2 separate regions of the Mus musculus genome follow, and region 2 is linked to region 1. Evidence: chromatin contacts called from public Hi-C data. All regions are on one chromosome and are shown on one strand. The core of a region is the stretch at or near the end of the contact, and the rest is flanking DNA. Distances in the headings are between cores, read along the strand shown. Region 1 overlaps 1700113H08Rik (RIKEN cDNA 1700113H08 gene). Region 2 holds the start of Parpbp (PARP1 binding protein).

Region 1 (7,591 bases), core at 2,031-4,530:
CCTCCTGTAAGTTACTTCTTGTCAATTATTTGGTCACAGTGATGAGAAAGGCAAACCCAAGGTATATAAATAATATTTTAATATAATATGTAATTCATAATTATGGACAATTTTATAGTAAGCTTTTCTTATACAAACTTAATTTAATGGCAGGAGACTCTTTGTATAAAGTTCTTACATAAGATACACGATTACAAGTTAACGTAAGGATTTGAGCATCATTTGATGAGATACGACAAAGTATCCGTCAGAGGGGAATCTGGAGTGGAGACGACCAGAGGGTGATCTTTAGTTTACAGTCTCTAAGAAGGTCAAAGGTCAGGATGGAACAGTCACGTTAAAAAAAAACAAAAAAACACCTGGAAAAACATATTGCCAAGGGACTGGCATTTATTCTGAGCAGATTGGAGGAGTTTGGAAGTGTACTCTGGAGGATTCTGGGTAGGGAACATCTGAAGAGTTGATGTCACTGAGGTCTTTGCCACTGTCAATACCATGGTCCACAGTGCTTAGCCACATTATGAAGCAGCTTTGGAAGGTTAAGGGCTTGTCTTTTCCAAGCTTTCCCCAAGCCACTGCTCATGTGTCCCATGTCCTGGCTGTTTTTAGTTCAAGTATCCCACACACCTTCTGCAGTAAGACCAGCATGAACATGATTCTTCTAAGTTGTGCTTTTCATGAAAATTCCCCCCATTTTTTTTCTTTAAAACTTAATGATCAGCCAGTGTCTCCCAACTCAACTCCTAACTTCTTTTTGGTTCCTTGCCACACAAAGCATGACACAGTAGCACTCTGCTGTCACCCACAAACGACACCCTTAAGAACTGCGCATGCTTAAAGGCTTATGCTTGAAGTGAGTTTATGGTTAGCGTTGGGTCACTGGCCAATTCATGCATCCCCTCCAGCTGTTATCCACCCTGACGGTCTCTCTCCTGCAAGTGCTGCCACCTCTCCAGCTTGCCTGTGGTCTCTGAATGGACCGGCTCCTTCCTGCCATGTGCGTAGCTCCCTGCCTAGCTTCATATTCCCATTCAAAGAAATTTACGTCTTTTACCCAAGTGGACAGTGACTTTTATTTTAGGAAGTCACATAGGTTGTTTATCTTTTCTTAACGATTGTGATTCAACCTCTTTATTCTGTTTCCACAATGGGCTCAGACTGATAGAAGCACATAGAGAAATAACTCCCTATGTAGATATAAACAAGATACGCAATATGGAGGTACAAAGTATTAACCAAATATTATACTAAAATGAGCTTCCATAACCATTTCATTATTTTTTAAATACAAATTTAAATTATTTTGATAATTTCATATGTGACTACCACCTCCATCGCTCCCCCATGACCCTTAACTCCTCTTGTGTGCCTCACACTTCCTCTCAAATTCATGACCTCTTCTTCTTTAATTATTTAATTATTCTCTCTCTCTCCCTCCCCTTCCTCCTCCCTCTCCCCTTCCTCCCTCTCCCCTTCCTCCCTCCCCCTCCCCTCCCCACCCCCCGCATGCTTATTCGTGCATAAATACAATCCGTGAGCCTGTTTAGTGTTGCTCATAGGTATATGTGTTTAGAGGTTATCACTTAGCATTAGAATAACCCATCAGTGGCCTTGTCCCTGGAAAAGACTGGCTCTCCTCTCTTGGCAGTTATCTGTGACTCTTCATCTAGGGGTGGCCTTATGTGACTTCCCCTGTTCATCTTGTGTGTCCCTCCAGCCACTTTTAAAGCATTGCTTCTAGCCTGTCCTGAGCTGATTTATATCCATGAGTGCTTCTTGCAGAAAATGCTTTGGTGTGAGTCATCCCCTTTCTGATACAAAGTAGCATCCTGAGATCTGCTGATGGCTGGTTGTCCTGGTGTTTAGTGGTAGACAGGAGTAGGCTGTATGCATCTAACGACAAACAACACAAGCTTGTTGGGGTCTGGATTTCATGGTGTGGCTGTGGAGAGCAAGAGAACCATGCTTAGGGATGAATGGCTCCAAAACCTGTATTTTCCACAGATATAAAGATTACTCTATTAAAAAATAACTATTGAGAAAAACTATTTTCTCAGTCGGTCAAAGGAGTTTTTAGATATATGGTTCTCAAGAATTAGATCTGGGTTGTCACTAATTAACACGATTTTGTGTGAGCGGATAAATAGCTCTTGGTTATAAGACAGAGGAAGCAAGTTGACTTCAAATATCACTGTGAACAAAGCTGAATTAGCTCAGAGTTATACACCTAACTGATGCTCTATTTCAGAATTTGATTCAATGTAGCCCCTGTCACTTGGATATTTATTATGCAATGACACCATTCATTTCTCCATCCAAATAAGTAAGTATTCAAGTATCCACCCATTTATATATTCATTTGTTATCCTCTTTCCCAACAACACCATTGTCAATACCACAATTCCCTTATTCAATATATCTTATGTAGGTTCTATTCAGTACAAAGTTTTCTCCTTATTGGGAGGATTCTAAGAGCAGATAAGGCTATCTTTCTTCTCAAAGTGCTCAAAGCCTGATTTATTTAGTGCTTTTATTTTAACAATAGATTTATTTATTTTTATTTATATGCATTGGTGTTTTGTGTCCATTGCGTGTCTACGCACTGCATGCATGCCTGCTGTATGCTGAGGACAGAAGAGGGTGTTAGATCTCCTAGAACTGAAGCTATGGAATGGCTGTGAGTTGCCATGGGGATTCTGGGAATCGAACCCAAGTCCTCTGGAGAAAGCAGCACTTCTAACTGTTGAGCCATCTCTCCGACTCCTTTTTGTTCTGGTGCTTGGTTTTTGTTTTTTGAAACATGGTTTCACTGCGTTGCCCAGGCTCGTATTGATATTGTGATCACCTTGCCTAATTATCAGCACGGACTGACACCCCAGTGTCTCTGTAAATATGTCTTGGATCATTATGATTAGGACCTTGAGGCAGTTAAAGAAAGATGAGAGTTGAAGGAAAGATTGTGCATGCCCCACACTGGGGAAGTGTGGAGACTAGAGGGGGCGGTGGGGCTTGTGAGAAGGTTGGTTATTGTATTTGGACGGGAGAATGCTGGCCAAGGTTGAGAGAGTGGTTTGGATAAAGGAGTCACCCTTCATGCTGATGAGAGGTGTTGAGAAAGCCTTTGTGATTTCTGAGCAGGGCAAGTGATATGAATTCGGACTCTCCCTTAGAAGGTCGATCCAGGTTGTTTTTGGAAAGTGGAATGAGGGAGACTGAGGAGACAAGAGACACAGCTCCGTCCAAGCTAGTTATTCAGATTTGGGTCACTTCCAACACTCAGACGGTTGCCATAGTGAGGCGAGGGGGCTTTCCAGTTAAAACTACTCAGTCGTGTTCACATTTCAGGGGCAGAAAAGAGAAGTTGCATTTATATTGCTTTCGTTTTTAGTTCACATTCAATGTTGACTTTCTCCTAACTGTTGAGAAGATTAATTTATATACTCAGATTGTTCTTAACCTGGTGCTTTGGTATAGTGGCCTAAAAAGATGTGGGTGGCAGAGTGAAGAGGGGAAGATACAGATGTGTCCAAATTTAAGAGTGGGGGATGGAAGGGTACGGCTCCTTTCTTACTAAAATAATGGAAAACTAAAATGAATCTGCTGTCCTTGTACATAGTAGTTGTAATATCTTTTATGTAACTAGTATGCAAATATATATCTGCCTCAGCGAGACAGACTGCTCTAAAGCATGGTGCTCAGGGAACAGAATGGTAAAGCAGAGGTTTCTGTAATTCTCAGGGTCACCATCTTAAAATTAAACATGATAATGCAAAGTAGGGAATGAAAGATACCTTTAGTGGAGTGCCCAGTGCATAGAGTTGTTAGGTTAGGGCTAACTATCTTTGTGCTCTACAAAGCAGACCCCAAGATCACTGTTACACATAGTCATAAACACAGCGTGTTATATGAGTGAATTCATTCCGATTTCATGGGTAGGATGCACCAGAGATGTGGAGTGCTTTCTTTAGCTTCAGGAGTGTCTTAGGTCCATGAAACCATCATTCCTACAGAGTTTCATTGAAACTTATCCATCGGAGCCTCTCTGTAGCAATGCTGTCTGTCACTAGATTTTTAAACTCACCCCTCCCCCACCCCGGTGTGTGTGTGGAAAGGTGTATTTCCTCATATATGAAACTCTGCCTGTGTTATATGCTACTCACCCCTCCCGACTTCCTGATATACTAAACCTTCTAGTTTATTCAAGATTCTGATATATTCTGAATGTCTTATAAGCTCAACAGGTCAACTTGAAAATCTATCGGAGTCAGAAATACTTTTTAACCATCTCCATTTCTTTTCTACAGAATTCTGTATTAGTTTTTATAACCATACATGCCCCTTAATAAATACAAATTTTAGTTAGAACAGAACAGACATCCAGATGACATTCTAACACACACACACACACACACACACACACACACACACACACACACACACTCACACACACACACACACTCACACACACACTCACACACACATTCACACACACTCACACACACACACACTCACACACACACACACACACACATTCACACACACTCACACACACACACACTCACACACACACACACACACACACACACACACACACACATATACCTTACACACTCAGTTGTACAAAGGCCAAGACATATTCCGAGGAAAAGACCAAGTTGCCCCAGAGATAACCTGTTAAGACATGTGAATACATTGGAGAGAAACCAGAAAGCCTGCACCAGGCAGAGGGGATTTCTCTTCTTGGAAACAGGGAGAAAAGAATAAAATTTGGCACTTTCTCAGCGTGGCAGCTGTGCCTGTCTCCACAAGAAAACACCATCAAGCAATTTGCGAATTCTTGTTATATAATTACTCTTCACTTAAGGTGACTATTGTGTTCTGTCCCTCATTAGGAATATCTTGTGGTTTGATTTTTGGCATATTTAATCCTGTTCAAAACCAAATTAAACTCCTAAAGCATATGCTACCGTAAAGCTTAAATCGCAGGCTTCTGTGATATTTCGCAGAAAGGTTGTCTGGAAAAAGGAAAACTCAAAGCAAAGAGCGAAATCTACTATCTATGCCTATCATGAGTCCGAGGCTGGGGTGATCTTTGGACCATCACTATGTAAGCACAGCAAGGGAGTGCGTGTCACATTCAAGGGAATACAATGACGACATCACCCATGGCCTCCCCTCTTACCAGAGTTGGCTAGATGAAAGCCTTCTTGCTTGCCTAGAAAATCAGACAATAATAGCTCTGGTTAATTCCATGCTGTACAGGAGGTACATCAAAAGTAGGAAATATTGAAGAATAGGCTATCTTGTGGCTCTTTCTCATTGATGGCACATTTGTGGCCTAGATGAGGCTGTCTGAAGTACACTAATTTCAAGGATTTGACCAGAATCTCTAAGAAAAGGTATATTTTTCCAAACATGAGTACTTCAACTAAAAGCTTCAATTTCCCCTTACATTGTTATTTTTACCCCCTTTTGATCTTCATGAAACTTATCTAAGGGTCTTATTAAGCTGTCTAATTCTTTCAACAAAGTAGATTGTTTATTGCCAACTTTGCATTATGATGCTTTGGGCTATACTAGTTCCTAGCCATGTTCTTCTCTGTGTGAGAAGCCAAACACACACAATTTTTATATGCTGCTGTGTGGTTGGGATCACACAAGGATTATTTGGTTTCATTATATTTTGTAGCCACCATTACCTGATCTGCATTATTTCCTATTAGTCCTTGTATATTTGGGTTTAATCTTTGGGTAAGGTTGCCTTTTCCTCGGGTTGTTCAAATAGTTTATTCTAAAACACAATATTAACAGTAATATCTACACATACTCAAACCACTGTGAGTTTTACTTATCATGGTTATTGTCTAACTCCTATTCCAAAGACTGACTAAATGTCTTAACATGTATAAAATGCTTGGCATTGTTTGGGGATTTGCTAAGTGGCTGCTTTTGTCATTCTGTCCTGAAGGTCATGGGGCTGGCTAAGAGAGGATAAGACAAATGTAGCATATTAGACTCTTGAGTTTAGTCTGTATTCTCTGCAAACAACGTGCCCACCCCATGACAAGGAAAGCCAAGTCCACTCTATCCCCAGACACACACTCTGAGATGTCATCTCCTACAGCCTGTGTTGGGTTTGAACTCAGTAGCCAAGAATGATCCTCTTCATTTCTGATTATCTTGTCTCCAACTCCAAGCACCAGGGCCACAGGCTATCTGCTTCCTCCTGTGGAATCTATCACAGGCTTCCTGTTTCCTTATCCTACGGGCTAGGGAAGCTCTCTACCAACTACGATATGTCCTCATCCAAAGTTCTCTTTGGTAGGAAGAATTTATCTCTCTGAAAAGTTATTGCATACAGTCTTTCAGACACACACAGCATATACTTGCATCATAGAAGGACTATTTGGTCCTTATCGTTTGGCTGAATTAAAATGTACTTAGCGTTGAAGCGAGTAAAATTAAATTGAAGTAGTCTCTGGGTTCAGTGGATTTCTAACTGATTCTGCATGATAACATTTTTCTTATGCTCGTCAAAGGTTAAAAATTTGGATTTCCTTAAAATGTTAGCTTGCAGAAAGAATTCTAGAACATGTGCTTTCTCTTGGAGTGTCAGATGGTGTTTTGTTGCCTTGGTAACATGCCCAGATGTGACATACACCTGAGTATAAGTATAGTCTACTTAATTATGCTCAACAAACTCAGAGTACAGTAATTAGTGCTTTTGGCATCAGCTTCCCAGTCTGTGATCAGCCGGGACTATATCGAGGTTTTTATGAGTAATAGTTAAGACTACAAGGGGGCTGCAGCAGGCAGCAATGTGTTCTTAAGTCACTCAATCTTTCTGTCTGTCTGCCTATCTGTCTGTCTCTGTCTCTGTCTCTGTCTCTGTCTCTGTCTCTGTCTCTCTCTCGTGTGTGTGTGTGAGTGTGTGTGTGTGTGTGTACTTGTCATAGTATGTTTAGGTTGCTATAATAAAATTATTGGACTGGGTAATGTATAGACAATAGAAATTCATTGCTCACAGTCCTGGATATTTTGAAGTTCAAGGTCAAGACACTAGATGATCCAGTGTTCTCTGAATATGATCCTTTATTGCTGTCCCTTCTATGATAGAAGGGGCGAAAATGTCCCCTTAGGACTTTATGATGTCTTTAATCCCATTCACAAGGACAAGTCATCTCCTGAAGGCCCCATATTTTGATACCAACACAATGGTATTATGGATTTTAATGCAGGGATTTAGGAACAACAGAAGCACCCTGACTATGGCAATAACTGTCTGCATCAGCTTTTACTTTTGGATATTATCTTTGTATTTTCTAGTATCCACTGTTATCACATCATATATAGCAAAGGGGACTGTTAAGGGAAGAATAAATTGCTATAGTATTACATAATAAAAGGGACTATAAGCCTTTGTATTTATTATTTCTTTAAAAAACTTTCATACTAATTAAGATTAGAGGCCAGAAAGAAGACTTGGTGGTTAAGAGTACTTTCTATTCTTGGAGAGGAACCACGTGTGGGTCTCAGCACTCTTTCAGTCAGCACACAACTATCTAGAACTCTAACTCCAGGGTAATATGAT
Region 2 (7,591 bases), core at 3,428-5,927, 1.0 Mb after region 1:
ATTCCCCATCTCTATTGGAAGGTGGACCCCAGCTGCCTATATGTGAATCACTTTGTAGAGATTTTCTTCAGGGTAGTTTCCAGCAGGTCAGTGAAGACTCCATTAGGACATGGCAGCGACTTTGAGTTGTTTGTTTGTAGTCCTGGAGATTGAACCTAGCACCTCCTATGAGCTACGGAAGCACTCTACCACTGAGATTTCTCCAGCCCCCTTTTATATGTTATTTTGAGGCAGAGCCTCAAAGGCCCAAGGCATGGACTAGTTTTGAGCTCACTCTTTAGTCCAGACAGGCTTTGAACTCATTTCTGATAATCACCTTTCTGTTTTCTGAGCAGCTGGATTTACAGGCCTGTGGGCACCAAGCTCCAATGAACTAATATATTTTAAAGACCTCCCAAAATGAAATCCTGTAGAAGACGGGGAGGAAGGATTTTAGGAGCCAGAGGGATCAAAGACACCATAAGAACATAGCCTACAAAATCAAATAACCAGTGTTCATAGGGGCTCACAGAAATAGAACCAACAATTACGGAGCCTGTATGGGTCTGACCTAGGTCCTCTGCATATATAATTGTGTAGCTTGTTGTTCTTTTGGGACTCCCAACACTGGGGGTGGGGGCGGTCTCTGATTCTTTTGCCTGCTCTTGAATCCCTCTTCCTCCTAATGGGTTGCCTTATCCAGCCTTGATCATGTTTGGTTGATATCTCTGGGAGGCCTGCTCTTTTATGAAGGGAAAGGAGGAGAAGTGGATCTAGGGAGAGGGGAGGTGAGAGGGAGGGACTTAGAGGAGAGGAAGGAGGGGAAACTGCAGTCAGGATGTAATATATGAGAGAAGAATAAACAAACAAACTAATTAATTAATACCTCCCAAATGATTTTGATGCATAAACAGATTTAAGAACACTAAATCCATACAACAGGGCTGAAAGTAGACATAAAATACTTTACATTGAATAAAAATGATACCTGCTCCTCTAGGGCTTCTTTTTAGGGAACAAAGGAACAATTATTAAGTAGGAATATATTTAATCATAAGAGCTACAGATTTAATCTTTATGATTTCTTTCATGAGATACCAAGTGTCTTAGTTAGGGTTTTACTGCTGTGAACAGACACCATGACCAAGGCAAGTTTTATAAAAAACAACATTTAATTGGGGCTGGCTTACAGGTTCAGAGGTTCAGTCCATTATCGTCAAGGTAGGAGCATGGCAGTATCCAGGCAGGCATGGCACAGGAGGAGCTGAGAGTTCTATGTCTTCATCCAAAGGCTGCCAGTGGAAGACTGACTTCCAGGCAACTAGGGTGAGGATCTTATACCCACACCCACAGTGACACACCCATTCCAACCAGGTCACACCTATTCCAACAAGGCCATACCTTCAGATGGTGCCACTCCCTGGTCCAAGGATATACAAACCACCACACCAAGTATCCACATTTTACATTCAAATTATACACACAAAATAAATCATTTCAGATATACAGGCAATTTTTTTCCAAAAGTTCCAACTGTAATATTTTGAGACAGATATGCAGAAGCATTTCTGAAACACTCTATTTTAGGAAGGCAAATAATGCAAAGAAAATGATGTGTGTAATTAGGCTCAAACTTATTATACTGGGCAACAAGTAAAATTGGGTTAAAAAAGTTAAGCTAACCATAGTACACTGACCTGTTTGTTGTTTTCTGCCATGGACAGCTGCAGGGCCAGGAGCATGGAGTCTGGACCGCATAACGTAGTTCTTTCAGAGCTACAAAGAGCACGCCAACTCCTCCTAAACTCTTTAATCATACCCAAGACGGGCAGCTGATTAAGCACAGCCATCCTCTTAGAGAAGAACAGAATACAATGTTAAAGTGCCTTGTTTTAATTGGAAAGTAACATTTAACATGTGTAAGCAAGCATGGTTAGAAAACATAAGCAGTGAACAAGAACTCATTTTACATTTACCAAGAGTGCTTTTAATGAAATTTTAAAAACCAAATAATACCATTTCTGCCCAATCATATTTTCCTCTCCTTTAGTTTTCTTAAGCCAAATCTTTTGAAATCATAAAAATCCAACCTTCAATTTTGAAAATTCACATAAAACAGACATGCAAATTTGTAATTATAGACACAGATGTCACTAATTAAATCTGTATTTTAAGATAGTTGTTTTGAGACAAATGGTACTATATGTAGTAGATTTGGGGTGGGAGTGTATTGTTCCAAAATAAATGGTTTTCTTTTCTGCTCACTTGAATTGGGAACAGTCTTAGACTTGATTTGAGTAGTAGACTATGAAATAATTAGAATTCTAAGCCTAGGCTTTAAGAGGTTTGTGTGAAATAGTTACTATAGCAAGGCTCTAAAAACTTAGATTCCAGTAGAGTTTCCATTAAGAGTATTTAACTGTGCTGAACTGTTTTTATAAATCATATGTGTTTTATGATGAACACCTAATTTCCTTGACTCTGGTCTCTTTTGGTACATGTTGGACAGGGCATGCCTATGAGTCTACTCCCCAGTAAAAACTCTGGCAGAGTTTCTAATAACTTTCCTCAATAGACAACATTCCCCATGACTGTCACAGCCTGTGTCTGGGAGAACTAAGCATGACTCTCTGAGGACATTGAGAAGCCTGGGCTTGGTCTCCCTCAATCTACTTCACATGCCTTTTCCCTTCACTAACACTACCTTGATCCTTTTGCTACAGTGGTTCCCACCTGCAGCTACACCTCAATGTTGACTTTCCTGCTCCTCCTAGCAAATGACCCCTCTGGGGAGACCTAACTCCCAAGCCCGGGTAAGGTGCTGAAGAAAGCATGCAAAGAGAAGTAAGGTATTCCTGCTGCCAACTGATACAACTCACAGCCATGAAAGAGGCAGCTTATCCTGGGGAGACCCCATCAACATGGAAGGTGAGCCGGCAGCACCAGTCATCTGCTCAAGGCTAGCAGAGGAATCAATAACTTAACCAGCCCAAACTGCCGACCCACAGATTCAAAGCAAATACTCGGTTGCTATTGTACAGTGACTATGGTTTTTGATGTTTTGTTACACAGCAAACTGATAATAAGCCAACGAACAAATGAAGCTTCTTAGTGCCAAATACTTTCCATTTAATATTAATTACTTTGTTCCATCTCCTGTGTCCTGATGATGTCAGTCTACAAATGTCTGGTTTTGACACATGAAGAAAATAATGTTCAATGACACGAAGCTAGTAAATAGCCAAAAAAGCATAAATTCAAGATTTCTAAGTTTTCCCTAACTTCTGCATGCATACAGAACCCTTTCAAAATAAGCCTAGATGTGTCTGTATTCTAGGCAGCCATGCTATGGAATCAGTCCCCTCTCTACTTCCAGTCTTCTCTGTGTCTCTTTTTACAAGTCTGCTGTGTGTATATGTTCGCCTTTATGTAAGCACATGTGTATGGAGGCCCAAGGTTGACACTGAGTGTCTTCTCCACTGCTCTCCACCTTGTTGACTTGCCCCGGCATCACTTGTCTACACCTCTAGCACACTGGGGTTGCAAGCAGACTACTACACCAGTGTCTCCGTTAGCCCTGGGGATTTGGATTCCAGTCCTCATAGCTGTCCAGGCGCTTTATCCAGTGAGCCACCTCCCCAGGCCTCACTCACAATTCTCTGATGAGCACCTAGGTTATCTCCTATTTATCTCTTAAAAAACAAAATTGAAGAAGACACAAAAGCATGAGCTATGGGTGATATGATTAGTTTGCCTGAAATATTTTTTTTTTCCATCAACCATTTAAACATGTAAAACCATGTTTAGTTCTAGATCTGGCTATTCACCAACAGGCATCTGGGCTGGCATGCCAATATCCACTGTAGTTCCAGCTTTTCCAGGGTTACCTAACTTTAGATCTGGCTGCCCAGGTATAAGAATGGTCACAAAGCAATCAGGACTATGCCGCCCCCTCTGTTCTACCTCCCAGCCTGTTGTGAAGACTCGATGAGACGCTGGATATGAACAAAACAGAAGGTGTCAGAGGGAATAAACTCTTGCTTTTAAACTGGATTCAAAGTGCACTGGAGCAGAAAATCTGAGACAGGTAGTTGTCGCTGGAAGGTAAAGTGAGAGAGCACCACACTTAGCTAACTATCCCTGCCACCACACCCCTGCATTAGCTGTACCTCGTGATTACCACAAATTTCTCCACGTCCATAATTGGGACTACTTAACAGAATTATAAGGCACCAGTGAAGGAAATAGCCAACCTCCTTATTGCCAGCACTTAGCAAATCTCCATTAAAAGATGACAGGTGACAGTTATTCTTCTTGCCTGGTCCGGAATGGCCCTCTGAAGGATGCAACGACAGAAAATCTGAGAAGCCTGCACTCGTCGTGTGCCAGATCCCCGATCTAACGGACTAAAAGAAGATTTTGATGGGTTTCGGTCTTGCCGAAGCCCTAGCGTCTTTTTTTCCACGGGACACCGTGAAGTCGGGGCGAAGCCACTGCGCAGACAACGCCACTGGCTGGCACGTCGCTGTCACCGAGATGCGTTCGCAGAGCAGCAGCCCGAATGCCCACTGGAACTGCGACCCGGGGGCACAGAAGAGACCAGACCCACCTCGTCCAGTGACCCAGGCTGGGTGCAAGCGGAGGGAGGAGCAGCGCAGCCAGGACGCCGGAAGGCAGAGGTTTGAATCGCCTCGGCGTCCCTTTCAAATCTCGCGGCACGACCTGGGAACCAATCGCCGCGCTCGCCCTCCGACCCGGAAGCAGAGCGGGCGCACGCCCTGGCCACCTATGGTCGGGAGAGCCTTGCCCAGGTCGCCTCCCCTGCTTTAGGTGCGTATCGAGTGCGGTGACCGGGGATCGCCAGCTTGTGCTGCTTCCCCAGGGGCGCTTCCCTGTTCTCCAGAGCTCTTCCTTGTGACCTCGCGAGGTGGGAGTGGGTTTTCTCGGGCGACGCGTGGGGGACACAACTCCAGGGACCCTGGGAATATTGACCCAGGGCTTTAAAGACCTGGAGGTCAGGGGTTGCCATCAAATCCGGACCTCAAGTCCCCTGCATGCCTTATACCTCTCTGCTCTATGGTCTTCTCACCTGCCGGTCCCGCGTAACATGTGTCCAGTCTCTCTGAGATGGGACTTAATCTGAAAAAACTCAGCAGATAACTCAGGATTTTACGTGTTCTTTCTTAGCCTAGGGTGCCTCCTTTTCATTAACAACAAAGTAAAAATTAATTTGCACGTGAGAATGCTATTTCTACAGTACACACTACCTGTCTCGAGACAAATTAGTTGAGGATTGTGACAGGTGTTAATAACGTTAGTATCACACATTACTCCAGAGCCTGTATTTTTTAATCTCCTTATTTTATTGCATGGGTAATGGTTGGTTATAACTATTGCTACCTGATATTATCCTTCAAGGCTCTTGGACTCCATGTGTCTTTAGGCAGGGGTGGGACTTTCCAGTTCATCGGACCCTTGATAGTTCAGGTGGTCTGTCAAATTAGAATGTTAAAGGTCATATAATTCGAACAAATAATGTAGCATAGTCCTGAGATAGGCAGGTGTGTGTATTTGTGTTTTCTCTAGCATGTAGGCCCAACACATGCTAAATCTTTTAAATCCTCAACCTGTTGACGAACTTGGCAAATTTCTTCATAGGCAAAGAAGGGACTATTGGTAGTACCGGCGTTTATGGTACTCTTGCATATGACAGTGTCAGTACAACTTTCCAACTACAAATAGTGCTGCATCTCTATTGCTTAATAATCTTAGGACTCTATTTGTATTAAATTTATTCATGTGTGTGTTAATATAAGCAGACTTCTCTTTTGAGCTGGCTCTGACATTGCTATACCAAGCCCCATTATGATTCTTCTGTTGAATGACAAACACTTTGTAAATTTTGTTTGTGATCCACAGTTTCCTGACAGGCAATAAACAACTATTTGATTCTTACAACTGCTCCAGCTTTGGGATACAAGATGAAGCAAGATGCTACAAGAAATGCTGCGTACACCGTGGATTGCGAAGATTATGTGCACGTGGTAGAATTTAATCCCTTTGAGAGTGGAGATTCAGGAAACCTGATTGCATATGGCGGCAGTAATTATGTGGTTGTTGGCATGTGTACGTTTCAGGTTAGTCCACAAACTATACGGAGTGACAGTAGAGATACTTTATCAGTAATGTGTACAAACCAAAGCTGAACTTAAAAGTATGTTGCTTTTAATACAAGAAAAAAAAATTTTTTGAAGATCTACAGGGAATTCCCGTTACTAATTGTTGAGACATGTGTATACATTATATAGATGATAGATGTAAAAACAATGAAGGTCTTCTTTCACCAATGATTCGTAGAGGTGTATTCTGATAAAGTCCAACATAACTGAGCACACATGTATTTCTATGTATTAGATACACTTCAGATTTCCCCACATCATTCTGTCATAGGAAACAAGGTGATACTGAAAGGCTAAACAATTATCTTCCAAGAAATTCCTAGCTTTCATAGATAATGTTCAGCTTTCCTATTAGCTTACTTTCACACCTTGTGTATCTGCAGCAGATATTCATATAACCATATAGGATTACATTTACAGCTGGCGTTCATCATAGCTCTCTCTGAGGTCTGTGTAACCTGAGAACCTAGACACTTAGTTTCGAATGGCTAAACTTGGTTAGATACTGAACCGCTCTTCTCTGAAGGTAAGGAATATGATTGAATCCCTTTAAGAGTGGAGATTCGGGAAACCTAATTTGGTTTGTGAGGGGTAGTGTGTGAGTGCACATAAAGTTCCCAGAATACATTCGGCACATGGTAATCCATATATGTGTATTTTGTGGTTAGTATGAGCAGCAGTGGCAGTTATACCCTCATATTTAATCATCCAAGAGAAATCGCTTCCAAGAGACTTATTACATGGTTCCTCACGGAAAACCTAGGGTCCACATAGGAAGCATTCGGCACTGAAGGCTCAACACCACCCCATCTTCCCAGAGTTTCGTTTCTGCTATTATGGTGTACCAAAATAATATTTACAGGACTATATTTCTATGACCCTTGGCCTAAGTTCTGCTAGACTGTCAGAATCATAAGTCATGCGTCAGGCAAATAATGTGGCCTTGGCTTAAGAAAGACTTATTAAAAACTTTCTCCAATGTGGACCACTTACGTGTTGAAAACGCAAGCGACCAGAGGTAGGCTTGAGCTTCCCTCATTGCTGTGTTAACAGATGTGGACATAGAATCTCATTGTCAAATACTGACAGATATATCTACCTGCAGTTCAAGTTCAGTTAGGAAACACCAGGGGAAATCAATAGGGGAGAAAAATCAGAAAAAGGAAAGATGAAGAAGGCAGACAACAAGGAGAGGCAGGGAAATGAGAAGAATGTTTGTATCATTCAAACGCTTGTCCTTGCTGATCCTCGGGTCTTATTTCCAAACTGTGTAAGGAAAAACAAGAGGCTTTTTCCTTTTATGAGCACATAGAGAAGACAGATCACATTCTGGTGGAGTTCAGTACAACTGTGCCGTTCCTCGTGTTCCATTCTGCTTCAGCGGTGTTTGGGGGGCATGACAAAGGAAGAGATCAAATCTGTTCTTCCGTCAG

The links. Hi-C and Micro-C count contacts between places; a contact is called where the count stands out from the background.
Region 2: a Hi-C map of B cells shows a contact between it and region 1, with 8 read pairs. The contact joins the promoter of Parpbp here to the enhancer-like site in region 1. A contact is called at or near these places in 5 of 39 promoter capture datasets (the C10 cell line, hippocampal neurons, liver and 1 more), 1 of 484 Hi-C or Micro-C datasets (B cells) and 2 of 115 datasets of contacts at active chromatin or transcription factors (large pre-B cells and pro-B cells).

The regions. Positions count from the first base shown.
Region 1 is chr10:87,104,436-87,112,026 of GRCm38.p6, forward strand. All of the region lies in intron 2 of 1700113H08Rik (RIKEN cDNA 1700113H08 gene), which reads left to right. Among named protein-coding and RNA genes, the nearest start is that of 1700113H08Rik, 50 kb to the left of the region's middle. Within about 2 kb of position 3,281, at least 51 of the 459 cell types and tissues checked have an H3K27ac peak or open chromatin away from gene starts, as enhancers often do. A contact at or near this core is called in B cells and pro-B cells, where this site is marked.
Region 2 is chr10:88,142,264-88,149,854 of GRCm38.p6, forward strand. It overlaps Parpbp (PARP1 binding protein), which reads right to left and starts at 4,678. Exons shown (of 11, transcript NM_029249.2): 1 at 4,233-4,678; 2 at 1,677-1,832. The coding sequence starts at 1,829. Nup37 (nucleoporin 37) reads left to right here and starts at 4,729. Exons shown (of 10, transcript NM_027191.2): 1 at 4,729-4,809; 2 at 5,899-6,116. The coding sequence starts at 5,961.